Linked DNA regions of Mus musculus: all the other regions are linked to region 3. Evidence: chromatin contacts called from public ChIA-PET data. All regions are on one chromosome and are shown on one strand. Each heading gives the region's core, a stretch centred on a gene start, on an enhancer-like site or on the middle of the called end of the contact. The rest is flanking DNA. Distances are from core to core; before and after follow the strand shown. Region 1 overlaps Niban1 (niban apoptosis regulator 1). Region 2 overlaps Tsen15 (tRNA splicing endonuclease subunit 15). Region 3 overlaps 1700025G04Rik (RIKEN cDNA 1700025G04 gene). Region 4 overlaps Gm36920 (a long non-coding RNA gene).

What was found. ChIA-PET counts read pairs in DNA pulled down with a chosen protein or histone mark.
Region 1: a contact with region 3 is called in an RNA polymerase II ChIA-PET map of memory CD8 T cells, with 19 read pairs. The contact joins two enhancer-like sites. A contact is called at or near these places in 2 of 484 Hi-C or Micro-C datasets (effector CD8 T cells and natural killer cells) and 1 of 115 datasets of contacts at active chromatin or transcription factors (memory CD8 T cells).
Region 2: an RNA polymerase II ChIA-PET map of memory CD8 T cells shows a contact between it and region 3, with 5 times the contacts expected there. The contact joins two enhancer-like sites. A contact is called at or near these places in 5 of 484 Hi-C or Micro-C datasets (the HPC-7 cell line, bone marrow-derived macrophages, cortical neurons and 1 more) and 1 of 115 datasets of contacts at active chromatin or transcription factors (memory CD8 T cells).
Region 4: an RNA polymerase II ChIA-PET map of memory CD8 T cells shows a contact between it and region 3, with 110 read pairs. The contact joins two enhancer-like sites. A contact is called at or near these places in 3 of 484 Hi-C or Micro-C datasets (CD8 T cells, LSK cells and the N1E-115 cell line) and 4 of 115 datasets of contacts at active chromatin or transcription factors (effector CD8 T cells, large pre-B cells, memory CD8 T cells and 1 more).

The regions. Positions count from the first base shown.
Region 1 is chr1:151,683,885-151,686,940 of GRCm38.p6, forward strand. All of the region lies in intron 5 of Niban1 (niban apoptosis regulator 1), which reads left to right. Among named protein-coding and RNA genes, the nearest start is that of Gm41969, 51 kb to the right of the region's middle. Within about 2 kb of position 1,332, at least 164 of the 459 cell types and tissues checked have an H3K27ac peak or open chromatin away from gene starts, as enhancers often do. A contact at or near this core is called in memory CD8 T cells and natural killer cells, where this site is marked.
Region 2 is chr1:152,368,094-152,370,869 of GRCm38.p6, forward strand. It overlaps Tsen15 (tRNA splicing endonuclease subunit 15), which reads right to left. Exons shown (of 5, transcript NM_025677.3): 5 at 2,642-2,776. Among named protein-coding and RNA genes, the nearest start is that of Tsen15, 17 kb to the right of the region's middle. Within about 2 kb of position 1,503, at least 38 of the 459 cell types and tissues checked have an H3K27ac peak or open chromatin away from gene starts, as enhancers often do. A contact at or near this core is called in memory CD8 T cells, where this site is marked.
Region 3 is chr1:152,009,152-152,011,875 of GRCm38.p6, forward strand. All of the region lies in intron 1 of 1700025G04Rik (RIKEN cDNA 1700025G04 gene), which reads right to left. Among named protein-coding and RNA genes, the nearest start is that of 1700025G04Rik, 80 kb to the right of the region's middle. Within about 2 kb of position 1,305, at least 25 of the 459 cell types and tissues checked have an H3K27ac peak or open chromatin away from gene starts, as enhancers often do. A contact at or near this core is called in CD8 T cells, effector CD8 T cells, memory CD8 T cells and 1 more, where this site is marked.
Region 4 is chr1:152,268,804-152,271,870 of GRCm38.p6, forward strand. All of the region lies in intron 3 of Gm36920 (a long non-coding RNA gene), which reads right to left. Among named protein-coding and RNA genes, the nearest start is that of Gm36920, 20 kb to the right of the region's middle. Within about 2 kb of position 1,783, at least 26 of the 459 cell types and tissues checked have an H3K27ac peak or open chromatin away from gene starts, as enhancers often do. A contact at or near this core is called in CD8 T cells, effector CD8 T cells and memory CD8 T cells, where this site is marked.

The DNA.
Region 1 (3,056 bases), core at 82-2,581, 330 kb before region 3:
TTTATTTATTCACTTTGCATCCTGCTCACAGCCTACCTCCTGGTCACCCCCTCCCACAATCCTTCCCTCATCTCCCCTCCCCTTCTTCTCTGAGCCTGTGGGAGGACCCCCTAGGTTTTCCCCTACCCCCACCCTGGTACTTCAAGTCTGTGCGAGGCTTCCTCTCCTACTGAGGCCAGACAAGGCAGCCCAGCTAGTAGAATATATCCTACATACAGGCAATGGCTTTTGGGATAGCCCCTGTTCTAGTTGATTAGTTTTTATAAAGTAGTTTTGAAACATTAAACCATAAAGTGTTAGAAAAGGGTCCCGAGGTATCTGGGTCTTGCTTGACCATAATCTACCCCTGAAGCTCTGTCCCTAGTCTTTTGCAATGTGGAGATTTTATGAGATGGTTTCTAATCCACAGTAGTGACTCAATTGACCTCGGTCACCTTCACTGCGCGCCCTGTCTTCCTTATTCTAGATTAAACCCTAGGACGAGCATCCTCAATGGCTTCCCCGGGAGGGCGCTGTGAACTGGAACTGGGGAAGGGTTAGGAGAGTCTGTGGTAAGAAACCGCAGAAGCCCGGGGAGGGGAGGAATGCTGTTATATAACTTGCCCAAATCGCTCTGCAGATCAGCTGACAGGGCTTGGTAGAGGTTATCCATAAAACAGAATTACAAGGCACTTCCAAACCTAGATCTGGCACGGCAGCCAGAGTCACAGTATACACTGACTCCACAGGCCTGGGAGCTTTGGGGCTTTGGTTAGCTCAGGCATGTTATAAATCTGCACAAGTGGAAAAAAACAAAAAACGATGTCTCTCTGGCTGGCCCCCCGAATAACTGTCCCCGAGAGGCCTAGGAAAGCAAAGCTTCCCTTGCAAAAATCCTTAATCATCTCTCTCAAATATGAGTTTTCCACGCAGCTGCAGAGATGAGGACCTGGGAGAGACCAAGGAGAACAGAGCATTCCTAGACATTTCCTGGCCCTGGGGATAGAGTGTTGAATGAATAGCTACAATGTGTCTCCCACATGCCTGCTAAAATGCTTACAGTTTCCCAGGGTTTGTCTGTGCTCTGGACTTGATGAACGTTTTGCCAGCGAATTGGATAGGCACAAAGAAGGCAAATCTAGCAGTTTTCCTGGCTCTTGGGTGAAAGAGGGTATGGGGCAGAATTCCAGTTTTGAAATGGTGTGTCAGGTGGGGCTGGTCTCAGCGAGTTGCCACTTAATAGGGATAAGCTTTAAAAGCTGGCCTGATCTCAAAAGTAGAAGTGCAAGTCAGGGGACGCTTAGGTTGGCAAGCATCTCATATGAGAAGAAGTTTATGGATTTGATTGGATTAAAAGAAATGTGTGAGTCACCCGGATGCTGTGGCCACATTAAAGAAGAAACCAGAAAGGGGCAGAGAGTATCACGTGTTTTGTGGTGGGTGCTAGGACGAAGAGTGTGATACCTTAGAGCCCATCAGGGGGGGAGAAAAGAAGGGTAAAAGTAGAAAGATCCAAAGGTAAACAAGTTGTTTAAAGAGGAGTTGAGGGAAAGTTAGTCCACTCTGTGGGTACCTGGGAATCAGCCCAGCTATGGAAGAGGAGTAATGAGAACTAATTTACTCTCAGAGACAAAGTGGATGGTGTGTGTATGTGTGTGTGTGTGTGTGTAAACATAGTGGCTCAAAAGAAGTGGTAAACATTTAAATTTTCAAATAATTAGAGTAGTTCTGGAATGGAAAAGAACCATTTCATTAAATTCTGAACTTTCTGTCACTAGATCTATTTGAGCCAAGGCTGGCCTTCTGAAGGTTCTCAACACTGAAAACCTCACGGTCAGTGAGCATTGAGATCACTCCTGATTCTCATAGTCTATGGTTTAAATAGCCGTGAATGCCAAGGCCACGCAGGACACACCCCTTGGCTCTGACTCTGGCCAGCTGTGTGACCTTCAGCTAAGACATGAACTCCCCCCCCCCCATTTTCTCCATCTGGCTTTAACAGATGCCTCAGTTGCTCCCCTGCACACCCGGCCCCCTGTGGAGTCTTTAAGTTAGACCATGTGGGAAAAGGAAATTCTGGCCCGCTTGCTACCTGCCCTAAGTCTTCCTGCAGAGGGAAAGCTTTGCGGAAGAGCAGGAAGTTCCCGAAGGCCACCGAACTAAAAACCCTCAGATTGCTTATTGGCAGGAGAGAGGGTAGTTAAGAAGGTACAGTGTGTTCCCCTGAGACCTCCTCACAGGATGCTGATGAAGTAACGGGTAATCTGCTTTCTCTCAAGCACCTGTAATGAGTTCAGCTCTGCCTCTGCAAACAACCGAGGAGGAACAATGGAGGTCGGATTACCTCAGCACAGCACTCCTCTGTCTTTGGCAGACTTCATTCTGTTTGCTTACTGAGCTGGCGATGGTCTTCTGAGTTTTGCTCCTCATCACCAGAGCAGACACTCACAGAGAAACTTACCCTGTGGCACATCTCTTCTCCAAGTTTTTTCTTTGTTTGTTTTTTTTTTTCTCCATAAATCAATTTGTTTAATTAGCTTATAAGCTGAAAAAAAATCTAATAACAGATTGGCAAATTAGATCTGTCTCCCACTATCCAAGAGGGGAATTTAAGATTTCATTTGTCCTAATGGTGAGAGCTCTCTGTCTCCGGATTCCATTGCTGACTGACTGTGACTTCTTCTGTGGGCGCCTAGTTCCTTATCCCTTTCTTCTCTGCCTGAGGCGAGGCTCTTCATTCCTGCACCATCGCATGCTCACTTCCTGACACCCCTTCTTTGACTTTTGTCAAGCTAATATCATTGTCTCCAAATTCTATTTTCTTCCCCCCTCCCACCCCATATCTTTAGTGCTACACTTGTCCATGCACAGGCCAGCTTGTTTGGACATAGACATAGCCGGCTGTGGACAGGATATAAACTCTCTCCTCCAGTTTCTGAGGTCAGCTGAACTGCTCATAAAGCACCAAGGAACTGAAACCCTCGCTCCTTGGCTGGCAGCTCTGGCCATACCCACCCCATCCGCATCCACAGTCACATTTTTTCCCCTCTCTGTTTCCGTAGATTGGAAATGAAAAC
Region 2 (2,776 bases), core at 253-2,752, 360 kb after region 3:
ACAGTAGTGTAGTGATTAAGACATGAATATCTGGTACATTAATAAATGGACAAATTTTAACAAAATCTTGTCTCTACTCAGTAGCCCTAAAACAAATGTCAGTCTTTAGATATTGATTTTATTGAGGGAAAGTTTCTCGGAGTCATCAAACAATACAGCTGGACATTATAATAACCCCACTGACAGATGACCTTCCCACCTTTGGCCATTTGTGAGCACACAGAGTTGTTATTCAAAGGCCATTAAGCAGGTCACACTGCAGAAGAGGCCAGTGGTGAGAAACAGCAGTTACTGGCCAGAAAGAAGATGAAGCGAATGATTAGCGGCCCAGAGGACAGCGCATTATTCTGTAAGGGATTAAGGTAAACATATAGCTGCCAGATAACCCTCTCCTGACAGGAGCTCTGTATGCCTTGGCAAGAAGCACCGCACAGCAGTAGGAAAGTGGCTTCCTGCTGGGATAGCAATGGAAAAAGTGACCTCACAGAGGAATTCAGCACAGAAATGCTCTCTGAACAAGAGATGAGACCTCGAGTAAAGCTTTAAGTTGTTTGGTTCTAGGCTTATAAAACTGTAAAGATGGTCCAGTCAACGAATACAGATTACATGAGAACGCTGTTACACGCTTGCTCCTCTGCTGGAATCTTTGAATTCACAAGTGTCTCTGCGCCCATGTTCTCTACAGCAGTCCTAAGGTGTGGAGAGAGTCTTCTAAAGCCATCCAGGCAGGAGAACAAAAGAAATCAGTCAGGAGCTATTGGACCTGGGTGACTTCACGCTGCCCTGAGCCTTCCCAGCAGAGGGCACAACAACCAGGAACTCGGGGGAGAGCAGGCAGAGAGAAATCCCACAGTCTTTTCCTCTCCTTCCAACTGGAAAGAAGGAAGCAAGCTTAAATGGAATACAGCAGCGATTCACGTTGAGCTTAGGCACTGTGTGCTAGTTAACTAATCCTGAATCTCACTGAATAAATCAGGCTTTTGCAAGCAAAAATGAAATGCATATGGATTGAGGGGGGAAAAAAGTCTCTCCTATTCACCCCTTCCCCCAACAGGCTTTTGCTTTTAAATATAGATTTACATTTTAAGCAAAGCCTGACTCAACTCCCATATTTAATGCCGGTAGTGTGTAATTTTAAAGGTCTGTCAGAAAGAGGGGGTGTGGGCACCCTTATTTGTACTTTTATTTATACCACTTCCCACAGATTGAAACAATTCGAGAACTCTTCTCAAGAAAAACCACAAGCTAATTGGAGCCTGCAGTCTGGAGATGCGCTTAGTCTACAGCACCCTCTGCTGTCCATGTGGACTCCAGGCAAAAAGCAAGGCACTGTCCTAAGACCCAAGTCTACATACAGCATGCTTTGGTGTGTTTTTAAAAGAACATGGTTTCCCGTTCTGTTCTTCAGGACTCTTGCTATCTAATGGAAAGGTCTTAGGTAAACTCAGTTACAAAGTTAAACAGGCCACTTCACCGAGTTGTTTCACTGAGATGAGATGCTTCCCTTTCCTCCCTTCAGACTGTCGGGGCATTGCTCACATTAGCAGGCATCTAGCTGGCTCTGGCAGAACAGCTTTAAGCCACAGAGCATTCTGAAATCAACAATCCAAACTGCACAATGAAACTGAGTGCCGGCCTTAGACCTAAAAGGCCATTTTGGTCTTGTTACCTAGCTCTGACTCAGTGATCTCACCTTTTTATGTTGTTTTGTTTTGGTTTTGGTTTTGGTTTTTCAAGACAGGGTTTCTCTGTGTAGCCCTGACTGTCCTGGAACTCACTCTGTAGACCAGGCTGGCCTCGAACTCAGAAATCCACCTGCTTTCTTTCTGCCTTCCGAGTGCTGGGATTAAAGGCGTGCGCCACCACACCCGGCTGTTTCTGACCTTTTTAAGCTACACGTTTCTGTATGAAATGTAGATTGCTTTCTCCAGCACCAAAACGAAAGAATTCCTTACATGCAGTCCAATACGACCCAGTAGGAATTAAGGTTAGAAGTTATACCTTATGACTCTTGGATCTGGAACTGCCACACTGGAGTGGCAGAAACACGTTCTTCAAGCCTTCTGGGGCAGCAAAGGGAATCTGAAGTTGTGAAAGTCTTTCATCAAGAAAAAGTGGGTCTCGGGCATGGTCAAGAAAGCGCAGGTCAAGTACAGACCAAGAAAAGCCTGTTACACTCCGCATACTACTTCCAGCTTTTGTCTGGTTAGGTTTTTTTTGTTGTTGTTTTGTTTTGTTTTTTTGTTTTTTCCCATTCCTTTCACTACTACTTCCTAATGAGCCATGAGATCTGGTGTAGGTGGAAACTGTGACTTACTTCTAATTGAGGAACAAGGCAAAAGAGACGGGAGACCTGTGACATGAGACAGTAGGTCCAACCTGCTGACTCTCTTGGCTTTGAGAAAGCAACCAGTTGTGCTGGGATAGCCCATTTGACAAGGCACAGAATGCGGCCTCTACCAAACCCTGAGAGGCGGAGTGCATCACAGACACAGGAAGCTGCCACAGGCAACAACAGGCTGAGAGAGGAAGCGCATCTCAGTGGCACCTCAGTGAGACAGCAGCCCAGATCATAAAAGTGCTGTTATAAGGCTGGCTACACTGCTACCTTTAGCATGCAATGATGGATGATTACGACAGATTTCAAGATATTTTTTATTTTAAACCGTTTTATTATAAAAGTAATACAAATGACAAATGAAATGTGGAGAAGGACAAAGGCATCCACTTGCTGCCTGCCATCCTACTGAGACCACTATCAGTAATCTGATTGTCA
Region 3 (2,724 bases), core at 55-2,554:
GCGGTGAACTAACACAATCACTGGGGTTCTGAGAAATAGGAGGCAAACTCACCACTCCCTCCACAGTCACCTCAGGTGACTTTGTTTTTTAATTCCAACTTCACATTTGAAATGTCATGCTTCTTGTGTGGTTTCTCACAAAGACATCTGAAGCCTTCCTCTTGCCCAGCTGTGAATGTTCAAGACCCTCAACTGATGAAAATGGAGCAGTACCAACACGGCATATACCATGCTTTTCCTTATACACGTATTTACAACAAAAATTACTTTACATTAGACACTGTTAGCGAGTGATGGTGATTACTAGTAAGTAGAATCATTACACCGCACTAAGGCTCATGGGAACATGTTGTTCTCTGTGGAACGAGTCAGGACTCTTAGGATCTTCATGGACCATGAAACTGTGAACGCCAAGACCACAGGTGAGGAGAGACCTCTAACGTGGGAAGCTGACAGGAGTTAACCTCTGACCCTGAGTAGCATTACAGTGCTTCTCATTCTTCGAAGCTGTGTTCACATTAAAAACGCACTAGGATGTAAAGTGTTATAGTTACATGAAAACAAATGTTTGTCAGCTTCAGGCTGACAGATATATATTTATATTTCACAGGGAGGGGAAAAGGTAGAGGAAAGAGGTGAGGGAGAGTGGGAGAGAGACCTTGAACTCCTGGGCTCAAGTGATCTTCCTGTTTCAGACTCTCACTAGCTGGGGCTGAGGGCATGTGTTACCACATGCAGCTAATTACGCTTTAATAACCTCTGTCACTCAATAAGAACTGGTGCTCAACCACTGCTCCATGTGCAGTTTATTTCTGAAATACACTATAGCGTATAGCTTATAGCAGTATTTTGATTTTAAAAGTGGCATGTTCAAGTTTTACAAGCTTATTGAAACTATATTTTAGTAAGTTTACCCTCTGGTGGTACTGGAGTCATTTGAGGCTCAGACCTCCAATTTGTAAAGTTAATCACGCACAGATCACTGAGGAAAAGCTTTAAATATGTCACAAGCACCTGTCCAATCATTCAATCATTTAATTAGCAGATGTTAATTGGAAACTCCTTAGTAATAGACAGTGATTGGTAGGTACCAAGCTCACGGTGGTAAGCAAGATGAAATATGATTTTCCTCTCTGCCCCCATAGAATATAAAAGATCAGTGAAGGAGGTAATTAGACCAGCTTCGAGGCAATGTGGTCCAAGCTCCTGCAGATTGAAAACACCACGACGTCAGGGCGTTCACCCCACAGGCACCTGACTCAGCTTTGAGAAAGTGAGCCTAGAGAGGTGTTGGGGTTGAGACCAGACCACATCTAAGGAACCATCATTAAAACGCCTTTGAACTGCATGTGTAATGTCAAGGTTACATCTCCACTCATTCTCAGTCAACGTAAGCTGTCCTTCTGAGCGGACTTTAGAAATGTCTCCCTAAGACTGCTGGGATCACCTGCTCAGGAGAACTCCCCTTTGGTTCTCACCTTCTCATACACATCAGCTTCCTTTCAGCTTCCATCTTTCCTTCAGCTAGGCCTGAGTTCTTTTCCAGCCCCCACCGCACTCAGAGGCAAGGCAAACAGGCACGCCAGACTCCACATTTTCACACCAAGTTATTAACAGCAAGCTATTGCTTGAAGCTGCAGATCGCAGCGTGAGAACTGAGCCAAAGCACCTCTTTGAAGTTTGATGGACACTTCTAAAACTGACTCACAGGTTCGTCTGTCTTCAAGCTATCTAGGAGACAGGACCATCATGCATCTCAGAAAACACAGAGCCAAATTAACTGCTTATGGTTTTGTGTATAGCTCTCCTCAAATGATTGGGGGCCCTACACATCATCTCTAATGTCCTCAAAATGTGGGCACCACAAAACCATGACCTAAACTAATCCAATGCCATTTTTATAGACCATTTCCCTAATTTTTACAAAATCCATCAACAAATTTATGAATCTAATTCAGATTTTTTTTAAATGAAGAACTTCAAACTCGTGTGACCCTGCATGTGCACCCTTTCCCTATAGCATGTTTCAAAGTTCTCCAAGCATCATGGGGTTGCTACTGCATACTAACTCATGGCACACCATGGAAAATTCCACCTATATGCACACATGAATTTCATATGCATGCCCATCACAAGGAAAAATGGGAAGCAGGGTTTCACTTTTAAAAAACCACTTTCAGAAAACTTAAAACCAGAACAAGAAAAATTCAATTTTTTGAGGACAATCCAAGAGATTAAATGAACCCCTTTGTTTAAACAAAAAGGCTACCAGTAAAGATTTTTTATTACATAATGTTATAGGTAATTCTACCTCCTACCAATTAATCAAAGACCTTTTCATTTTGAATAGGAATTCCAAAATATTTGAAATAATTTTCTAGTGAAAAAAAAAACACATCTGAAAAAAAAGCAAATTAAAAAAAAAAGATAAACCCCATAAAGAAACCCAAGCCCAGAAAGAACGTGGACATGAAGGCCCACACAAGGGTTGCAGGGCTGGAAAGAAATCAAATATTGACTGCAATGGGCACACAGAGAGCTATGAAGACAGCAGTTAAGACAAAGACGAAGCTGCATGATTAATAGACCGAGTGAAGTGGCCTCCTTGTACTTCTGATTAAAAAGGGAAGCCAAGACAAGGCATCATGTAAAAATGCCTTCCTTTTAATGAAGAAAGAGCCAGCATCTAAGCTCCATAAAGAAAAAATATATATGTATATATAA
Region 4 (3,067 bases), core at 533-3,032, 260 kb after region 3:
CCATTTATTTACCATCCTTGGGAGGCAGGGGGTTAGAGAAAGGTCCAGAAGACAACAGAAGCCATAGATAAAGGGAGGGGCCACACAGCAATGAAAATAGACCATGGCATTAAACAGAGTAAACAACAAGGTGTCTCTGAATGTGGGTGAGACACCCTTCGCCTTCACATGAACACTCTAATAACACAAGAGTAGGAACCGCTCATCAATTGATATTCACATCAAGTCTCACTGGGTGTTACCTATCAGAGGTGTGTTGCTTAGTCCTTGATGAAACTTTCTGTATTTTTGAGAAGATCAGAACTAATCCAAACACATTGCAAATAGATAACAGAGCCCATTTTTCAAGCTTGCTCTTGGCTGGAGTCGAAGCCTGGGCTTTTAGTCACCATGGCAGTACATTGTAGCTAAGATCAGTAGGTCTGAAAAAAGAAATCCATAAATATGATATCATAGTCACTAGGAGGATGATTAGCTATTATAAGGGTACCCTGAAGTTGGTAAGAAGATCCTTTTGTAGTTAAACAGAACCCACCTCAGGGCTGGAGAGATGGCTCAGCAGGTAAGAGCACTGACTGATCTTCCAGAGGACCTGGGTTCGATTCCCAGCACACACATGATAACCCATAACCATTGATAGCACCAGTTCCAGGGGATCCAACCCTCTCATCTGGCCTCTGCCAACACTGCATGAGTGTGGTAGACAGACAGACACGCTGGCACTCACACATATATATTAATTAAATAAAAATTTTATAAAAGTTCGTCTCCACAATTTATCAATTTGATGAACTTGGATTTTTATAGATTGAGTTCCCACTAAAAATATACACCTGAGTAATCTAGGAGAACTTCCTAGAAGACACAGACTTGGTAGGAATCAGACACTGGCTAACTCTCTTCCTTAAATAGCTGTCCATTCCCATGCAAGTGCAACCACTGAATTCAGCTTCTCTCCCCCAGCTGCTGGTGCAGTGGCTTTGCTGGGGTACACGCTCTTGCTGTGAGCTGTGCTATCCACTGCAGTCCTGCAATGAGGAGGAGCCAGGAAGCATCATTGCCTGCCAGCCAGTTCAGGCCGTGCATTAGCAGTCAGCCTACCTCGGCCGGCCTTGCTGCGCAGGCTTGGCCCAATCTGTAAGGCAAGGCAATTTTCCATCTCTAATTTTCTGCAAACTCACTGTCCCCTAAGAACAAATAGCTATAATCAAAATGCCTCCTGTTGACTTTGCAAAACCTTGGAGCAAGGCTAACCACAGGTTTCTAAATGCTCATCTTCAAAGCAGATCTTTAAGGATGTAAACTCAGGGGAGGAAGAGCTTCAAGAGAAACCACTGCAAAGGGCGGTGGAGCTGTGGGCTGGGCATGGTAAAGAGCACCTTGTCCATCCTCCGCACCTTGTCACGTACAGAGCTTTGAAAAGGACTTTTTTTCTGCATTTGGTCTAATAGAATAACAAGCATAAACAAGAAGCAAAGGTTGCTAGAGTCTGGTGTCTACACAAGGTTTTGGAAATGGCCAGCATATACATAACTGCTAAGTCGCAGATAATGGGTGGGGGGAGGGGCTGGCATTGTCAGAGAACAGCCTGAATAATCGTCTTCTAAACAGATGAACTCTGATTCTTCCATTACTCACTTTATCCGTAATGTGTGCTGTGGACTGTCAACTCACGGAGCTGAAGAGGAATTATCCATGCAAGGCACAGACTTACGCTCAGGCTGCTCTTGTTTGCAGGAGATGAGATTAGTGCATAGGGATGAGGTAAGACAGCGGAAATTGACGGCCACCAGGTAGAAGAGATGCAGAGAGTGGGTGACAGGAAGCCAGGGGTGGAAGAGGGTTGAGGTGGACTACAGTTGTCAAGAGAAGTTCAGTGGAAGAGACTTTGCACAGGTTAGGATTTGGAGAGCAACAGAAGCAGGTATGGAGGGCGGGGGGGGGGGTGTTCTAGGAGAGGAGAAGCAGGCCAGGAGTGTCTTTTTTTTTTTTTTCTGCTTGTCAAAGTCTTTGAGGCTTTTCGAAGATGAAAGCCTGCGGATATCTCTGTGTCTTCACAGAAAACCAGTCCAGTGCACACAGTTACATAAAACATGGGGGCACTAGATGATGTCCAAAGGGACAAGTTATGTATTACAGATTTTTAAAAATAGCATCTTATATTCTAAACAGCATAAAATTGAAACCGTATTTCACCTTTTCCTTAGCTTGGAATACTCGAAATGTTTAGTTGTAAAAGAAATAATTATTTGAACAGATATGATCAAAAGTGCATGCCTGTGTGTGTGTGAGAGAGACAGAGAGAGGGAGAGAGAGAGAGAGACAGACAGACAGAGACAGAAAGAGAGAGAGACAGAGACAGAGAGAGACATAGACAGAGACGGAGCATGCACTCTGACCGAGCAGCAGCAAGTCCGAGTGACCCACCTGTTTCTCCCACACCAGTGCTGGGTTTGGAAGCCTGTGCTACCACGTCTACATTTTTTAGGTGGGTTCTGGGAATCTGAACTACAGAGTTGATGTTTATGTGGGAAGCACTTTCCTAAACAAGCCTAGCCTAGCTACCCAATGCTAGTGTGTGTGTGTGTGTGTGTGTGTGTGTGTGTGTTTTAGACAAAAATCTCATTAGGTAGCCCAGGCTGGCCTGAAGCACAGAATTCTCTTGTCTCAGCTTCTTGGCAGACTCTCATTTATATCTGTGATTATTTCCTGTTGCTCTCTAACCAAACAGCTGTGTTTGGAATGGGTGAATAAGATTCCATTATAATGAAAAATATCACAAACCTGCCACTTGGGGAGAAATTTTTGAAATGCTGAAATGGCTGAGAAGATAGTTTGCATCCCATTTGATGATTAAGGGAGAGCACTCTACAGTTCAGATGAAAAGCTGTGTTAGAACCATACACCTGCCTGCAAGCAGGATTTTAACCGGCAATTTGGCTTCTAGGTAATATATGATGACCTACACAATAAATTAATCTTTTTTTTTTTTTATTTCACGAGAAACACAAGGCCAAAACAGTGCCAAGTATGCTCCCCAGAATTGCTTGGCCATGTTCCCAGATGG